Regions from separate parts of the Pan troglodytes genome. Here region 1 is linked to region 2. A link is a contact called in public HiChIP or PLAC-seq data. All regions are on one chromosome and are shown on one strand. Each heading gives the region's core, a stretch centred on a gene start, on an enhancer-like site or on the middle of the called end of the contact. The rest is flanking DNA. Distances are from core to core; before and after follow the strand shown.

Evidence for each region. HiChIP or PLAC-seq counts read pairs in DNA pulled down with a chosen protein or histone mark.
Region 1: an H3K4me3 HiChIP or PLAC-seq map of stem cell-derived excitatory neurons shows a contact between it and region 2, with 3 times the contacts expected there. The contact joins the promoter of DNAJC8 here to the promoter of PHACTR4 in region 2. A contact is called at or near these places in 1 of 1 datasets of contacts at active chromatin or transcription factors (stem cell-derived excitatory neurons) and 1 of 1 other capture datasets (stem cell-derived neural stem cells).

Annotation. Positions count from the first base shown.
Region 1 is chr1:202,756,724-202,759,423 of NHGRI_mPanTro3-v2.0_pri, reverse strand. It overlaps DNAJC8 (DnaJ heat shock protein family (Hsp40) member C8), which reads right to left and starts at 1,420. Exons shown (of 11, transcript NM_001279783.1): 1 at 1,238-1,420. It overlaps ATP5IF1 (ATP synthase inhibitory factor subunit 1), which reads left to right and starts at 938. Exons shown (of 3, transcript XM_003338984.7): 1 at 938-1,175; 2 at 1,266-1,357. The coding sequence starts at 1,089.
Region 2 is chr1:202,616,322-202,619,021 of NHGRI_mPanTro3-v2.0_pri, reverse strand. PHACTR4 (phosphatase and actin regulator 4) reads left to right here and starts at 1,425. Exons shown (of 14, transcript XM_513255.9): 1 at 1,425-1,698.

The sequences.
Region 1 (2,700 bases), core at 171-2,670, 140 kb before region 2:
AGTGCTGGGATTACAGGTGTGAGCCACCGCACCTGGCCTGCTCTTTTCTACTGCATTGCACCACATTGCCAAAAGTGCAGTTATTAAGCCCATTCAACAATATGTTGCTAACGAAAAAAACAAACTAAAATATTTTTAAAAGGTTTATTCTGAGCCAAGATGAGTGACCATAGCTTGGGGAAACACAGCCTCAAGAGGTCCTAGGAAACTGTGCCTGAGGTGGTCAAGTTATAATTTGGGTTTTCTTTTTTTTGTTTGTTTTGAGACGGAGTCTCGCTTTGTCACCAGGCTGGAGTGCAGTTGCGCAATCTCGGCTCACTGCAACCTCCGCCTCCCGGGTTCAAGCCAATTCTCCTGTCTCGGCCTCCTGAGTAGCTGCGATTACAGTCGCGTGCCACCACACCCGGCTGATTTTTGTATTTTTAGTAGAGACGGGGTTTCTCCATGTTGGCCAGGCTGGTCTCGAACTCCGGACCTCAGGTGATCCACCCACTTCGGCCTCCCAAAGTGTTGGGATTACAGGCGTGAGCCACCGCGCCCAGCCAGAACACTGCCACTTCTCATAACAAATGAGCGCGATTTATGTATATCTAAGCCAGGGCACATTGGACGTCGGTATCCTGGACATCAGCATCCTGGACACAGCTCCCAAACCCCGAATTCCCCCATTTTATTGATGCTAGCAGGCCAGGGAAGGGAAAACTTCCTTTGAGCTTTGAATAATAACGACTTTAGAATTGAAATCGTGGGCTGGAGGTGGACGCCACGCCTCATTCTGATGGGTCCAAGAGCCGAAATTTCGGCTTCCGTCACTCTCCTCACTCAGCTCTCCAAACTCCTCCATCATTCCTCTTTCCAGTCCTTTGGCCCTAAGCCCTTGCTAGCGGTTGGCTAAGAATAAACCCGTCTCTTGCTCGGGATTCGCTGTGAGCTCCGGGAAGCCCGCCTCCGCTCTCCCGTGATTCGCTATTCCTGTGTTCATCCGCCCCTGCGTCGACCAGATTGAGTGCTTGGCCGTCCCTGCCATTAGCGCGTAACGAGAGACTGCTTGCTGCGGCAGAGACGCCAGAGGTGCAGCTCCAGCAGCAATGGCAGTGACGGCGTTGGCGGCGCGGACGTGGCTTGGCGTGTGGGGCGTGAGGACCATGCAAGCCCGAGGCTTCGGCTCGGATCAGGTACGCTGCGGCAGTGTCCGCTGCTCCAGCCCCGCGGGCGGATCCCATCTTTGCTTCCGTACCTTTACCAGTGTCCCTGTCTCTCTGCAGTCCGAGAATGTCGACCGGGGCGCGGGCTCCATCCGGGAAGCCGGTGGGGCCTTCGGAAAGAGAGAGCAGGCTGAAGAGGAACGATATTTCCGGTGAGGCTCACCGGGTCCCAAGTCCAGCCCTAGATCTCCCAAGGGCCTTCCAATCCTTAAACTGCCAATCGCCCCACCCGTTCCTACCTGGTGCCTTGGGCGCCCCATCCCCCAACAGAACTCCCGGGCCCCAATCCAGTATACCCTAACCCTTGATGTCCCGACCGTTGCCACGTATAGGGCACTCCCAGTTCCCTGCACAACAGTTTCAGGCCCCCAAACCATTTCCACCGGCGGGTCTCCAAAACAACCCACGGCTCAACTCCTCCTTCATCATTACCATCTCCCGCGTGGAGTTCTCCTCAGGTCGTGCGAAACACCCCCAGATTCTTCGCACAGTGTCTAGATCCGACCGTCCAACGTTTGCCTCCCAGCCTGACTCCCTCGGCCCTTACCCACCTGTCACCCCCTCTACGCTCTCCTTCCTCGCCAGCACGCCTTAGCTTTGCAAGCCTGCATGCATTCAGGCTTCTCAGGTGTTTCTAGACCCCTGACTCCGCAAGGGTGAGGATGATGGGAGCTGGTCATGGGAGCTACTTATGGTTGGACACCATCTTCTAAAGGCTTTTGCCCTACTCAGCCCAGCCTAGACCTGTAGATTTCCCTCTCCTGCTTAGGAGTATGGAGTGGGCTGGGCCTCCCTTTGCCAGCCCTGAGTTATCTTTAACTGACTTCTGTCCACTCTGGAGAGCAGTGAGGAATTAATCTTGCTTTTGCTTGTCCTTTGGCCTTTCACTTCTGCCTTCTGTTGAGAATTATCACCATGACACCTGCCATACCGTATAGAGAGCCAAGGTACAGCCGTTAGAGACTATCTAATTGAGCCCCTACATTTTGTAGTTAAGGAAAACTGAGGCCTAAATGTGACCAAACCAACATTGTAATCCAGTCCCTTCTTGGAACCTAAATTGAACTGCCAAGTACTGCGCATGCAAGAGACCCTTTATTGGCCTTACAGTGGGCCATTCATTTCTATAGGCAAAGAAAGCTCTAGACAGATTGGAATAGGAAATGGATATTTGCCTTTTAGCTACACCCCTTTGTCTGTCTTCCTCATTTTGTTCCTTTTCTTTTCCCTAAAGGGGAGTCAAGTTCCCTGGGTTGTTCCCCTCATAAGGTATTAGGGACTTGTGTCACATCTCTCTGGAGTTTTCTATTTTAAAGAGGAATCTGAAAGCAATAAGCTCTTTGGTCTTCTTAAGATGGCTACACCTCAATTTAAGATGGGGTATTCTTTCACTAGTTGAGGAGTAGAAGAGGATGACCAGCTAGACTCCCATGGAATTGGGACTCCTATTCCTTGCTTAGACATTACGGGTTATGCTTTGAGATCTCTTTGGGGT
Region 2 (2,700 bases), core at 176-2,675:
GCCCAGCCAATTTTTGTATTTTTAGTAGAGATGTGGTTTCACCATTTTGGAGAGGCTGGTCTCGAACTCCTGACCTCAGGTGATCTACCAGCCTCAACCTCACAAAGTGCTGGGATTACAGGCGTGAGCCACCGTGCCAGGCCAATAAATATATTTTAAATATTTTTTTGAGACAACGTCTCCCTCTGTCGTCCAGGCTGGAGTGTAGCGGCACCATCACAGCTCATTGCAGCCTGGACCTCCCCAGCTCAAATAATCCTCCTATTTCAGCCTCCTGAGTACCTGGGACTACAGGCACGTTCCATCATGCCCAGCTAATTTTTAAAATTGTTTTTGTAGAAATGGGGCCTCACTCTGTTGCCCAGGCTGGCAGGCTGGTCTCAAACTCCAGGGCTCAAGGGATCCTCCCGCCTTAGCCTCCCAAAGTGCTGGGATGAGAGGTGTGAGCCACTGCACCCGGCCAATTTTTTTTTCTTCTTTTTTCTTTTTCTATTGAGACAGGGTCTTGCTCTGCTGCCCAGGCTGGAGTGCACTGGTGCGATCTCAACCCCCCAGGCTCAAGTGATCATCTCACCTCAGCCTCCCACGTAGCTGGGACTACAGGAGCTTGGCACTAGGCCCCGGATAATTTGTTTGTTTGTTTGTTTGTTTTGTGACGGAGTCTTGCTCTGTCGCCCAGGCTGGACTGCAATGGCAAGATCTCGGCTCACTGCAACCTCCGCCTCCTGGGTTCAAGCGATTCTCCTGCCTCAGCCTCCTGAGTAGCTGGGATTACAGGCATGCGCCACCGCGCCTGGCCAATTTTTTTAATTTTATGGATAGTGTATTTGAAAAGTCACATCGATTTTTCTCCTGGAATGTCCTCTAGATGTGCCGTAGCTTCAAGTTTTACATGTAGGTCTAATTTAGGTTGTGTGATACAATGGGTTTGCATTTAGAAGGGTCCTCTGGCAGCAGCAAGGAAGGTTTTCGGAGGGTGATAGCCTAGGGCCTGAAACTACTGAGACTTGGAGAGAAGTGATGGTGGCTTTCACTAGGTGATAGTAGTGAAGGATATCGAAATGAATTAAAATACTGGGGATGTAGAATGAGTGGACTTAATGGCTTGAGGGAAGTGTCCAGAATGATTCCTGGGTTTCTTACGCACAACACTGAGGGTAGATAACTTGCTTGTACGTTTTTTGCACTTCAAATTGGTCCTCAATAAATAGTTTTTCCTTTGGGGAGGTTATGATTGAAATTTGGCCAGTCAGGGATACAGTTTTCTCAAACAACACTCTTGTATCAGTTCCCTTTTTGGGTACTGCCTGGAGCCCAGTATTGAACCCTGTCCTCCCAAGCCCAAAGACCTTTGCCTCCCATAGTACCAGGAAAGGTGCCCAAGTTCTTTTACACACAAGGTGCGCACAGCGGCCAGCGCATGCCCAGAGAGGTCGTAAGGAGGACGACCGCCCGGAGAGAAAGGACGCACGCTTCCCGCCATTTTGTTCAGCTTGCCGTGCAACCGGCCCCTGCTGGGGACTACAAGTCCCGTAAGCCTCCGCGGCGACACGTCCTACCCTACACTGTCCAGCCCGCTCCCTTTTTCCCCCTCCCCGGGGGCCAAGGGCTCCGGCTGCTGCCTGGCGGCCAACGGGCCAGGTAGGATTTCCGGGAGAGGCTGCTGTGGAGGCTGAGGAGGCGGCGGCGGCGATCTGGGTAAGTTCAGCGAGCAAGGGAAAGTGAGCAGGACGCGCTCAGTATCAGGCTGCGGGCTCCTCTCAGGCTGCGGCCCTTTTCTTGGCTCTGCGAGAGGGTCCCGGTCCGGGCAGAAGGTAACGGCCCGGGTCGCCGTCGCTTCGGGCCAGGGCGGGGCGGGGCCGCCGCCTCCCTCCTTGGCCCTCCCACAACGGTCCAACCCGGACTTCTCCGCCTGAGGCAGGGCCCGCGCAGGCTCGCCCTCTCCGCCCCCCGAGACTTGGCTGGGCCCTTTTGTCTGGGCTGCGTTGCTCCCCCTTTGTGCCCGTGCATGGAGTCTCCGCCACGGGGGAGCCTGTTCCGCCGGTCCCCAACAGGGACTGCTCCCTGGGGATCCGGTTACAGTAACCGGATCGGGTCAAAGTACATTTTTCAAAACCGTCCTGCCTCAGACCTCTGCACCCCTGCTGGGCAGAACGGGGGCTTCGGAGCCAGGCGGAGTTTCTGTAAAAACCTGGAGGTTATTATTTAACTTTTAAACATCAGCCTGGGCGGCTTCAGGACACGAAACTCCAGACGTTTTTCTTGGTGGAGAGATGAGATTAAGGAAAAGAAGCGACCCCTCTCTCCCACCCTCTACACCCCGGCTCCGGGAAACTGGGAAGGCATCGAATTTGCTGCGATGTCTGTGCAGCTCACATCTGTGATCGGTGGATCAAAGAACCAGTGGTGAATGGTAGAATGGCAGTTCACGCACCTCCCAAATCTCGGAGGAGAGTGACTTACAGGGCATCACTGATTGCTTGCAAAAAAAAAAAAAAAAAAAAAAACCTCCAGTGCTTCATTCGGACACTCAGCTCCTCGCTCCTTCCAACCTCTTCCTTTTCTTGTTCTTTTTAAAACAAACAATGGAAGGAAAAAGTCCTTCAGTGGAAGAATTTGCTTTATAGAGGAACCAGAAACCCAGTGGCTTCTAGAAGTCACTTACTTTTTCGCCAAATTAAAGAAATGAATTTCGGGCGT